Linked DNA regions of Bicyclus anynana: region 1 is linked to region 2. A link is a contact called in public Hi-C data. All regions are on one chromosome and are shown on one strand. Each heading gives the region's core, a stretch centred on a gene start, on an enhancer-like site or on the middle of the called end of the contact. The rest is flanking DNA. Distances are from core to core; before and after follow the strand shown.

What was found. Hi-C and Micro-C count contacts between places; a contact is called where the count stands out from the background.
Region 1: a Hi-C map of whole body shows a contact between it and region 2, with 2.1 times the contacts expected there. The contact joins the promoter of LOC112055963 here to the enhancer-like site in region 2. A contact is called at or near these places in 2 of 2 Hi-C or Micro-C datasets (whole body and whole larva).

Annotation. Positions count from the first base shown.
Region 1 is chr1:16,312,991-16,319,579 of ilBicAnyn1.1, reverse strand. LOC112055963 (deoxyribodipyrimidine photo-lyase) reads left to right here and starts at 2,308. Exons shown (of 8, transcript XM_024096266.2): 1 at 2,308-2,635; 2 at 3,853-4,017; 3 at 4,506-4,708; 4 at 6,041-6,199. The coding sequence starts at 2,395.
Region 2 is chr1:16,083,491-16,090,445 of ilBicAnyn1.1, reverse strand. It overlaps LOC112044204 (kinesin-like protein KIF13A), which reads left to right. Exons shown (of 38, transcript XM_052884050.1): 26 at 582-726; 27 at 1,230-1,378; 28 at 1,948-2,093; 29 at 6,250-6,424. Among protein-coding and RNA genes, the nearest start is that of LOC112044201, 23 kb to the right of the region's middle. Within about 2 kb of position 2,020, at least 1 of the 8 cell types and tissues checked has open chromatin away from gene starts, as enhancers often do.

The DNA.
Region 1 (6,589 bases), core at 1,059-3,558, 230 kb before region 2:
AGATTATGAGGGTATATGAACTTATTTTACCTTCAATGTTTAATGTCCTGCAATGCGGACAATGAAGCGGGCGATGACTTGATGAGTTTTTCGATTCTGATGACACTGTTGATGAGGTGGACAATCTTCTTGGAGACTTGGACGACCTTTCTTTGTGTCGTGCGCGCGTCAGTATCTTACCCAATTTCTTAATTTTTCTTGCTATATTATCGTATTCTTCAGATAAAGGAGTTTGTTTTCCCTTTTCTAACACTAACAAAGGAAAGTAATCTTTGAACTGTTTGTTTCGTTATACAAAAAACTGACGCGTAGGCACGTGTAGCCCGGCGACGCACAGAATGTGTAATGAAGATTACAGATCCGGTAGCAGGGATACCAGTATAAAAAAAAAAAAAAATCCATCTCAAATACAGTGTGGACTGGCAGCACCATGTGTTTACTACTGTGTATACTTTGTGGTAATCTAGAGGACAAACCTGAAGCATAATAAGTTTACAAGTCACTAACTCTTTGAAAAATCAAAGAAAATCTTTTTTGTTGACGGTAGTTTGTTTTGCTATGTCTTGAATTTATTCTGAATTTATAGATAGATATTTAGATTTTTAAATTAATATTTAGTAACTACTCGAAAAATAAAAATATCCGAGTGGTACCCTTCCTAGCGGGGTGACATGTCCGGCCGGCGGAACCCCATTTTCAGCGCAATATTTAGTTAAATAAATATTTGTCTATAGTCAGATCGGGTAGGTATTTTAAACAATGTAAATAAACAAAAACATATGACTCAGGGGTGCTCAACATTTTACTACAGCATTATTAACGAATATTGTCATGAAATAGAAATAGAAATGGCAAATTTTGCCCAACATTGTGCAAACTCTATATAATAATTAACATAGACGAATTAGACATGGAAATGAAATAGCACCCAAATGCAGAAACAAAATGCCTGTCGTTTTTTGAAGGGGACGAGGTAAACTCACTCATCGAAAATATTTAACAAGAATAATATAATCTGTACACAGAACGTTAAATTAATGGATCGATGTTTTGCTGTTCGTTCGTTCGTTAGAAGAATAGAATCGATTTTTCTTTTAGATATTGTTTTTATTACAAATTTATTATAAATTATAATTATGTTTTTGACGACCTCCGTGGCGCACTGGTACGCGCGGTGGATTTACAAGACGGAGGTCCTAGGTTCGATCCTCGGCCGATTGAGGATTTCTTAATTGGGCCAGGTCTGGCTGGTTACCACCCTACCTACAAAACGTACCGCTAAGCGATTTAGCGTTCCGGTATGATGTCGTGTAGAAATCATACCGTCCATCTTAGATTGCATCATCACTTACCATCAGGTGAGACTGAAATCAAGGGCTAACATGTTAAGAATAACAAAAATAAAATAGAAATATTTTCAAATTGAACGTCACGTCATCTTTTACTGAATTAGAAGTCGTTGGCCGTTTTTCATGCCATTGAACTACTTACTACACAAAAAAGAATATTTAGGGAGTTTTTTAGACGACGAAAACGATTACAACAATGAAACATCGATACAACCGAACAATCTAACGCGTTTGTTAGTTTTTATACACGCGTTAGCCGCTCAACTTTACAAACACTTCTAAATGCCCCGCTCTATATAGGTAAATAGATCGTTGATTCTTTGACAGAGAGGTAACGTCTTGCGAGGCAGGTCTTTCTATTATTGGTCCGAGATAATTAATTTATTGTTTGTGAATCCGGGCTCAAAAGGGCCAGAACCCAGAGCCGTAAAGCTTATTATTAAAAATATAATGTATGTGAATCAAAACGAAAAGTGTCGCCCTAAAAGAACCTTTTTGAGAAGTGATATTGTTGTGTAAAAAGCCTAAAGTTGTGGACTATAGACTTTTAAAGGTTACAGTTTTTGTTAGAAAATTTTCTTATTCTTTTTGAATCTTTTGTCAAATTAAATAAATATCTCAAATTGTTTTTGAGTTATGAGTCAAAAACCGAACCCCTTTTCATTTTTAGTTAATTGTTTATAACTTTTGAAATTTTTGCAAGAGTGCCTCCAATTTTTTCAAAAACTAAGTTTATTCAATTCCGAATTGAATGACACCTCAATCATTTTTATAGGAGACGGAGAATTTTTTTTGTACTAAAGAGCACATATTGTGCTCGTTTATCCTTTGACACCTAAAGCGTTTATCTGATAAATATATATTATTTATCAGACTATTAATGTAGGCATGGGATTTTAATGGCAATATTTTACAATTATTTGTGTGTACCGGCTGTCAAGTGTCAATGTCAACGTCAACTGTCAAAGCATTATCAAAAGCAAATACAACCCACCAAAACCTTTGAAATTTGTTGTTTTTATTGTTTCGAAAATTAAGATGTTTAATGAAGATTAGTGTTGTAAGATTTTTAAACTATAATACGAAGATGGCTTCATCAGCGAAAAAGCTCAAACTGTCTGCGCCAACGACCACTGCCGAAGGCAAAAACAATAATATCAGTGATTTCATGAACCAAATACAAAAGAAGCGGGAAGGGACCGCTGAATCGATCTTAACATTTAATTTTAACAAAAAACGTGTGCGCATAATATCACAGGAGCAGGAGGTTGCGGACGGCTGTGAAGGTATAAACATTAATTACCCGCAGTTTCATCCACGTAGATCCCGTTCCTGTTAGAATACGGAGATAAACTGAGACTTACAAATATAAGTAAATGAATTCCTTTCTATAGGTAAAAGAATTTTCAAAATTGGTTCTGTAGATTCAGAGATTATCCCTTACAACCTCACAAACTTTACCTCTTTATTATTTCTTTAAAAAAAACTGGCCATTGAGATTTTTAGAAAATTTCATTACAATTTTCATCTAAGATTTCATTAAACTTTTGTTTACTGTAAGGCTTCATAGTTTGTTGATATGAGTGACACATAGAAATTGTATTCACAATATATCTTTATGATCAGCCTGTATAGTCCAATTTAAATAAATCATACTGTATTAGTCTTTATAGAGAGTCGCTATCAGTACTGTATATCAAAAGTCAATGTGTAATCTTTGAAACATACTGTAATATCATTTTAGGGGTGGCACACTTTTTAAAGTTTCATATTCAATATATTCTAATTATACAATTGTACTGAAGTATGCTGAAACTTAATCTTCCAGTCAAGTATGTAATACATAAAATAATATCTTAAAACAAAATTTTTATAATAAGTAAAGACCTGACAACCCTATATTTTAGCACTGATAAGAAAATGTTGCAAGTTCCTTGAGGTATTTGATCAATAGTCAGATTGCAGATAAGATAGGTTGACAGTACAACAGTTTTGACAATCTATCTATCAACTAATGTTTATCCAATCATAACAGATGTATAGTATGCACTAAGCGAGCTAACTTGTGAGGAGGAGGATGAAAGTCCACACCCCTTTCGGTTTCTACACGACATCATACCGGAACACGAAATCGCTTGGCGGTACGTCTTTGTCGGTAAGGTGGTAAATAGCCACGGCCGAAGCCTCCCACCAGCCAGACCTGGGCCAATTAAGAAAACCTCAATCTGCCCAGCCAGTGATCGAACCCAGGACCTCCGTCTTGTAAATCCACCGCGCATACCACTGCGCCACGTAGGCCGTCAAAACGGCGCCGGTCATACGTAAAGTCAAGCCGCATAAGCGACGGCGGGTGGGTGATAAACGTGCTCGGAGGAATGCCTTGCCGCCGCCCCTGTGCGTTGCGGCTGACACCTAAAATCTTTTACTGCGCAGCTTAACGCACAATGTTCGGAAACGTCATAAACATTGCATCTGACTATAATATGTTTTTTTTTTTTGACAGGTATAGTGTATTGGATGTCAAGAGACAGCAGGGTGCAAGACAACTGGGCTTTTCTGTTTGCACAGAAGTTGGCACTGAAGAATGAAGTGCCGCTCCATGTTTGCTTCTGCTTAATAGCCAAATATTTAGATGCCTCTGTTAGACAATTCCATTTTTTAATTAAAGGTAATTGGTATTTATTTTATAGCAGACTGGGTAAGTATAAATAAAATGACCTTATTTTCTACCAGCAGACCCACAGATTTATCTGCATAGTTCTGTTCCTATGGGAATACTGAGTTACAATAGCCTATGTTACTCGCTGATAATATAGCTTTCCATTGGTCAAAGCATTTTAAAATAGGATCAGATGTTTATTCGCGAAACAGAATGTTAATATTTAGATTTTTTAATGACAGACAGTATAGAGTATATTTCCATAGTCCATTGTGTGGCAGAGAGAAAAACTCCTCGCAATTCCCTGGACTTGTGAGCGATAGTGTAGGATTAAGGACATCCTTGACAGTTAACTAATACTAACACTTCTTTGATTGTGTTGTTCAAATTAAGTATTTAATTTTGTAAAATTTAATCACAGTTTTGGAAAGATCGCTCCTGTAAAAGTTTTCTAAAGTACAGCAATAGTAAAAGACATCACTTAAATTTATTTGCAGGTCTAGAAAAAGTAGCAGCGGAATGCAAAAAGTTAAACATATCCTTCCACCTGCTGGAAGGGAGTGGAGCAGACGCGTTGCCGCAGTGGATCATAGACCACAAGATAGGCGCCGTGGTGTGCGACTTCAACCCCCTCAGGGTTCCCATGGGGTGGGTGGAAGGGGCCAAGAAGAAATTTAAAAAGAATATACCATTAATACAGGTATAATGTTAAGTTAGTTAAGTTAGTTAAGTTCAGATTAGCCTATGTTATTTCCTTGAGGATATTATTAGGGAAAAGGAAAAGGAGGAAAAGAGGAGGAAAATAACAAGAACTTAAGACAGACAAAAATGTTACCGTGTTATAGGCTGAAAGGCGGGTACACGGCTAACAGGGCGATAGGAGGGGTTTTAGCCGGTAGGAGTCCGGCACTACCCTTTAGGGTGTCCATGAGGATTTCCCCTCCTGAAGAAGAATAAAAAAAAAAAAAGATTAGCCTATGTGGTTAAGGGTCATACTTATATAGTCTGGTTAGTTTGTTAATAACACTCCCATGATATGCGGGCGACAGGGAAAGGGAAAGACTGCGCGGGTGTGAAATCATGCGTGCGGGGAAGTGACGTGTATCAGTCGTGGGTTTTCATTCATCGATACACGCCCCCGGCCCGCGCGGAACATCGGGAGTGTTACGAACGAAGTCGCCATGCGACATGCCAGTTTAGCTGTTGATCCTGATTATTATCATTGATTGTATGATATTTTTAATCCGAAATCTGAGAATATAGATGTATCAAAGGTGCTTGCAATGATTTTACAATTTTTCGTAAAAAATATTATAGGAGTTAAGCTTGAAACATCAAATTAAGCAACTCATGTTATGTCCTTTTTTTAATATTAACTGTGTCTTTTTACATATACCATGGCGATAGTCCAAAGTTAGGGGATAGAAAATTAAATCTCTGGAAAGGTCTAAGGTTCCCCATTCTTCAAACTTTCTAATATATACTACTAGCGGACGCCTGCCACTTCGTACCTAGACCTCTTTAATCCGGCCCTATGCAAATATGCAAAATCCGTTCTTAGTAGATACCTACAAACTATAAACTACCTCCCTGCTAAATTTCAGGTTTGTAAATAAAGCGGTTTCGAGATTTCGTGACGAATGACCTTTCGCATTTATATATTAAGATTAGGTTAAGGCATAATTACATAAAAATATACATAAAATTACCTATAATTAGATGCTCTATAACTGGAGGCATTGCATTATATGTTCAATATGAGATGAATATCTTAGCATTCCATGAATTCACCGTGCGGGTGCCGGGTCCATCGCGTGGTAGAGAGAAAATCTCCGAGCAGAGTCCTGAACTTGTGACTACAGGATGTAGGGTTAAGGAATTCCTTGACGATCGATCAACACTCCCCGTTCTCTGCTCGTGTTTTTCTTCCTGCCTAGCCAAATTTGGTAAGATCCTATTAGAGCAGCTTTGGATACTCATTCTAAGTCTTACCAACAAACAGACGTATACATTTTATGTATGTATTTTGAAGGTAGACGCACACAACATAGTGCCGTGCTGGGTGGCGTCCGACAAGCAGGAGTACTCGGCGCGCACCATCCGGAACAAGATCAACTCCAAGTTGGACGAGTATCTCACCGAGTTCCCTCCCGTCATCAAACATCCTCACACCAGTCAGTTTGAGCCAGAGGTAATTGAGCAATTATATTCTTGTAGTAAACACCACAGACTTTGTTTGCATAAGTTTTGTTTTTCTGTAGGAAATAAATAAACTAAATAAATATCATTGATACGTTTGATACGGGCCCCCAGACTACAAGAGGCCCCTTAAGTGTGAATGCAAAAATTAGTAAAATGCAATCCAGAATCACACTGAATCTGGTGCTTTCCGGAAAAAAAACTGCCTTTAGAGTTTCACTCCAGAAATGACAAAAGTAAAAAAGCAATTTCTTTTGTTCCTGGGTTAAGCGAGCACCCATAAAATGGAAACATCCTAATTCCTATGTTTTGTTTTGCATTTTTGTTTCTTATGTGAGAAATTTACCCTTCATTTGGGCCCCCCAAACTAATTTTGATACAG
Region 2 (6,955 bases), core at 771-3,270:
ATTTAAATTTCGAACTTTCGCACATGTTTAGTGAAAAAAAAAAATACTTTGGCGCGTAGAAAATTATTGTTATTAGTTGTTTGTCAACTTCGACATTGATTTTAAAATTTTCTTTTTGTTTAGAGTAAATTAATAATTTGCGTTATGTACCCTACGTAAGCATGTTGTGTTTGCTTCAAGTAGGCACAATTACGTGAGGATGAGAAGCAGCTATTTTTAATATATGTTAGGTTAAGTAATTGTGCCAGTTTAGCAAACCAATGAAAAAAAAATAGTATTACACGTAAAATTAATGAAGGTATCCCGACCATTTTTGACTTTGAAATTCGGTATCACGCCGAAGACAGTATACAACGAACTTAAACCTCGTCAGAATTATCTCAAACAACAACACGTGTCTCAAACAGTGAAGGAAAAAACATCGTGAGGGAACCTGCATAATACCAGAGAATTTTCTTAATTCTCTGCGTGCGTAAAGTCTGCCAACCCGCATTGGGCGAGCGTGGTGACCTAACCCCTCTCATTCTGAGAGGAGACTCGAGTTCAGAGGTGAGTGAGTTGATAATGATTGTTTATGGCAGCGAACGAACGTGTGTACCTGATACTGAAGACGACGGTGCGACTGTCGCACCCGGCGCCCATGGACCTCATCCTGCGCAAGCGGCTCGCGTTGAACATCTACAAGCGACAGAGCTTCACTGATCGAATACGCAAAAAGATTGTCAGGTACATCACTATCATTTTTATTTTACTACAATTTTAGACTTTCATACTTAAAAAAATAGAACTCTTATAGGATCACTTTGGTGTCAGTTTGTCTGAAAAGATCCGTTATTGAAAAACCACAAATACTCAGGTCTACAGTCTCTTGAAGCTGTTATAAAAAAGAAAAAACTTCTAAACGTAAACAGAAAGACACGGCCTCATTGCCACAAAAAATTCAAACTAAATGAAAGTACTAAGACTCTCGATATATTTCGTGAAGAGTCTCTCTTTCGTCCTACTGCAACAGACGAGAGAGTCGTATTTCCGATTCGGCGCTATTGGTTGTTTTGTCTTCACGATATATGTAGTGGGTCGCACTATATGTGTCTTAGCAGCAATAGAGAAAAAACTGTTGTAACAAAAAAAAAAAACTTCTTCGCCTTTTCGCAAAAACACAATGGCTCCTGATAGACCTCCTCTTGGTATTTTGGAAAGTAAAGACAGTTATCGTTGGGTGTTTTCAGAAGCGATCAGTTGCCAGCGACGGGCGTGACCTACGAAGTGGTGTCGAACATTCCCAAAGCGTCTGAAGAGCTGGAGGAGCGCGAGAGCTTAGCGCAGATCGCTGCCACCGGGGAGGAGGCCAGCGCTGCCGATGGAGAAACGTATATTGGTTCGTATGTTAAACCTTATTGCTACGTACATAAGGATCACATAAGACAACCTTGTCATCGTGAAGTGTATTGTATCGAAACCAATATTGTCACAATGAACTTTATCCCTAGGTTCTTAAGATGCACAATGGTTTGTCATCATTGTGAATTGTAAACAAAGGATTGATACCTACGAAGATTTTTAAGTCGTTGTTCGAAGAGACCATGGACCCTGCTGCGTAAGGCGCAGTGTCGGTAAACTTCCCACATGATATCATATCTGGTTTATGATGTTGATGCAGGCGGTTCAAGACTCGTGTTTTGAAATCCTTACAAGAAAGTCTATGCCCAGCAGTGGCTCGCTGATAATAATGATGAAGATTTTAAATACTAAGTTCTGCATCCAATGACTCTCTGAAAGCCGTTTGTCTTTGGTTCACCTAGTTCGAAAAATTTTTATTTTTCGTAAATGCAAATACAACTTTCATACTAATGAATGAATGAATGAATTTGAAATTGACAGTAAAATGGTTGAAAAATGTGTTGAAAAGTGTGTCTTTAAAAATCGCCATTTTTTTTATCTCTCTAGAAAAGTACACGCGCGGCGTAAGCGCAGTAGAGAGTATACTCACGCTCGACCGCTTACGTCAGAGCGTCGCCGTGAAGGAGTTGGAACAGGCTCGCGGTCAACCAATCACAATGCGGAAAACCGCGTCCGTGCCTAACTTCTCACAGGTGAGTCTGCATCCGAAATTCAACCTTATGCATAACTTGTTTACGGTCCATTTTTATAACTCACACCCTTATTCGACAATACTCTATAGCGTTAAAGTGAGTATTTGATGAAATTTCAAAAGTACACATAGCTGTCACCACTGATGAGAAATCATTGTCTGATCATTCAAATATGAATAAACTTCAGATTTCTAAGTAATATAAAAAACAGTAGTATTTTTTTTTGTTTTATATCTCTTGTTCTTTTCTTAATAAACGATTTCTCTAATTTGAAATGAAAAAAAAAACAGTTGTACATCAAATTCAAATAAATGTATTGATCTGCAATATTGAGACTGTTACGTATAAACGTTTAACGGTGTATTGAGAATTACATGCAGATAAAGAAATAATAATTCGTTATTGTTTAGATATTTTTTTTTTCAATGATTTTTCATCAGTTTAGTATTTCATTATAAAAATCAATTGAATATTTAATTTAATTAACAATTTATTATTTTGCTCACGTAATCACAGCTTAACGTACGTATAGGTGACGTCACAATTTCGTATTACAACGCAGACGTGTAACAGTACAGTACCAAAGTGCCACTAGTATGTAATTATGGTATTTTCAGGGAACTTTCTCACGACGCGATGCGTTACAAACTTTATGCAACGCAACGCAATATGTTGTGCGTTTCGTGTCAACATTGCAAGGTGCAGAATTGTCGGATTCGGTGCATATCGATCAAGGGATCGTTGAGTCGCGTAGCGTGGTGAGAAAATACCCTAATACATTATGTTGCGTCTGCTTACATGTATACAACGCTGGTGCGGCACAGTTTTGTTATGTATCACGAACTGTTAGATTATGTATCGTATCCCCACCGGCTGACTCGATGTTGTGAAGCTTTTCACACGTTTATATTGTACGGAAGTGCGTGCGAGCTTTACTAAACTAATTAATTGCTTTTGGCTGGTAAACAATATTGTGACTAACAAATTAACATGCCATATTTTTCATATACATATATAAATAGTATATGAATTTCTATATCTATATATTATATGAATTTAACAGTGATCATTTTTAAAAGCATTATTTTTTGTATATTTTTTATTATTAATATTTTAATTTTCAATTTAAAATGTAACATGTATTTTTTTTTCATCAGATCTGTAAAGATTTTACGTTTTTAAAGAAAAGAAATGAAGTAAAATGTTAAAAGTAATCGAAATAATAATAGAATTATACTACCGCGTACGTAGGAAATAGGCCTAAATAGACTAAATATTAGGTACTACTCACACATAGTTACCGTCAAAAATTAGTTACCATTATATTATTTTAATTTTATGATTTTATTTTAAAATGCAGAATACATGCATAATTGTTATTGTCACAAAATACACAACAAGCAGTTACTAGAAGCTAATAATATAACTTTCTACGAGTATGTCAATATTGCTTGCCAAAGTATTGCATATACGAGCGAGTTTATCTGACTTGATTTTCATACCAAAAATATAAGACGGAGGTTATGTGTCCAATTTGGCATCGATTCATTTCCATTCATTTGTATAGTGTTTTTGAGAGTGTAGAGATGACATGATATTACAAGCAAAGTAGGTAGTATAGCGTTATTTTGGCATATTTCTAAATTCCTTAAATTTGATTAACGAACCTTATTTAAACGCCAGTCGTATTGCCATATTTAAAACATTTTTATGAACCGTGTCGACGCTAATTTATGATTGATATGTCTTATCATGTAACATTGCATCTAAAAATGCGCAGTAATTTACAATGTTTACAATGGTTAAGTCGATCCAAAAAGTTGTAATGGATAAATTGGCATCCATCTGATTATGCTATGCCAATTTGCGTGGAAAGTAGTTATTTAGAATGGAATGGAATGTGTCCCATTCCAACTAATTGCGTACAGGTTTGGAATTTCATAATCCAATCTTCCATCTTCATTCTATGACAGAAAAGAATTATACCCGTGCACATTAGCATCCATATGTTGTTTACGTTCAGTTGACACGAACGAAGCTTTTCGCTTCAACACTTTTGATAAGCTAAGACGCGGAATCTCATTCCGGTGTCAGTGTTTCCTGACACGTATGATTACCTTCAAAAGTCGATATATATCTTCTGGGCAAGTGCGTTCCGACCTTAACATCATTATTGCTTTCCATGAGTGTAATTGTAATTAAGCGCAAGCCTATCTAGTATGGAAACAATGCTAAATTGGCACAGCCTCCGTCTAATAATGTTCGTCACACAAAGTCTGATAAAGCATCGCATATAAACTTGCCTGTGTAGACAATATCTAATGTGTGTGTTGTGCTACGCACGCGTGCAGCTGTCGCAGGCGCTCGAGAACGCTGCCAAGAACGGGACCAACGTGAGTCAAAGCATGGCCCTAAATTTAGCCTTGCTATCCATTTCGTTGCAATTCCATCTGTTCTTATAGCCTAGGGTGTTCTATGGGCACTGTATATATATAAATTGTATTATCTTAAGGTGGAAAACTCGTAGATTAGAAGTTAGAATTCATAAGAAATCATCCTAATATGTTCCACTGAATGTTTTCATAATGTCCATACAGATAACCAGTTTTTTAAAACTAAAAATGTAATAGTATGTTTGATTCACTTAAATTATTTATGTATACAAAAATGAAAGTATATTTAATTTATTATTATTTATCTGCATATATAATAAAATTATGTACACAAATGAAGATATATTTATCTGCATGGACTTTATTTTAAAGTCAATTATCATCATCATCATAATTGTTGTATCATAATCATGTAATTTGATCGTAGCTTATGCTATAGATATTCTTAACCCACAAAATGTTGGCTCGACTTTAAATAATACAACCAGATTAGTATTAGAAAAAGTGTTTCAATACTTTTTTACTTGCAGTCCAAACCCCAAACTTATAATACGAGCGTATTCTTCTATTCTTATTTGAAATAAATTTCAGTTATGGTTGTCATGGACAAAAATTGTGCACAATCTCTTCTATCAAGCTGATATCTATTGACACTATTCCTCAAAATTTAAATTATAAAACAATTTACATTGAATACAAGTGCACTTGCACCTTTAAAGTTCTAAGGTAATGGGCAACTTACGGGTTCTACAAGTTTTACGCACACGGTCAAATACTGAAAAGTCACCTGTCAAAACAGTCTTATATAATATTTGCTTGTTTTTGACAAATGCACTACTGTGTGCAAAACATGTCAAATATTTAATTTGGTTAACCCTAAAAAGATTTTAGGGAATATCAGTGTAATAATTATAATTAGTATATTCATAATATTTATTGTTAAACAATCACATCATTAAAATATATTTGGAATGTATCTTTTGTGTGTATTCATTCAAATTCTTAAAAATTTTTATGTTGAATGTGGAATGCGCATTACCATGCGTCTCTTCATCATAATATGGATCAATTTGCTCGAGATTTTGCTTGTCATAATTATTCTAATTGTAATAATTACTGAACATATTGGCGGTTGTATACAAAATTAAAACCCGAATCTTTAGGTCTTTTTAAAAAGTTATTTGACTAAAGTCGAGTTAAAATATTTTACCACGTTCTATAAATCGATACGGCACAATCTGTTACATTTGTTGATTCATAAAGACTCTATTACACTACTGTCTTGAACGCGTCAACGAACTTCGAAAAGTTACCCTAAGTTCGAATCGAATGACCACACATTCGTTTAGCCTTGCGGGGAACTTTATCTTATATTAGCGAACACCCATGGTTACGTTCGTATAAAATTTGGTTTTTCACAAATCGCGCACGGAACATGGATTTTTCCATGATGGAAGTAACCATTGTCCAATGTATCTATATACCAAATTTCATTCAAATTGATTCAGCGGTGTAGCCAGGTCAAGTAATTATGTAACATACATACATATTTACTTTAGCATTTATAATATTTTAGGTCGCGATTCAGTGTGGCTTTATAACTTTTGCATTTATAATATTAGTGTATATTTCAAATCCCGATTCAGTGTGCTTTTTTTTAATTTTTTTTTTTTTTTGTATACAACCGTTCAGTACCAATATGTTAATAAATGTGCATAATATTCGATGTACAGTTAGGTTGATTAGATTAAAATGCTTCGCAGATCATGCGCTTGGACTCGTCATTCGAGTCTCTGTCAGGGCTCGCGGGCGGCCGGTCGGGCAGCGTGGCCGACCTCGCGGACGAGACGCCGCGCCGCAACGCGCACCGACACTCGTTCGCTGCGCCCGCGCACAACGACTCCGACATCTCCACGCCCACAAAACCATTCGGCCTGGGTGAGTTGTTGGGAATAACGAATCATGACTTGTATTTGATGGACTACAAAAAAATATAAAGCTTTTTTTTGGAGTCGGTTCAAAAGCAAAATACTCGTTGTTTACACGGGGGCTAAATTTTGTTTATAATCGAAGATAAAACCCCTTGATTACATTATCAGGATTCATTGGATAATAATTGTCTTCAATGTTTGTTGATAGTTCTCGGGTGAATGAAACAACTACAGTTAGCATTGATAGACATTTAATAAATACAAAGATCATTGAGTATTTCAATCTTAAAATGTAAGTTTTTCTTAGATTAATTGGGAATATTTTGCAATTATTGTTACAATATTAGCTTATCTAATACATTCTTGTATTATGAATTTAAGGTATTTTTAATAGGTAACAAACAGGCATTATAAAGTGATATAGGACCAATATATTATTAGTTAAGGTAGTAGTTAAAAATATACTTATAAACTCTTTTTTTCAATTCGATTAAATCTTTTTACTATCATAAAATCAAAACACCTATTTTTCCAATAC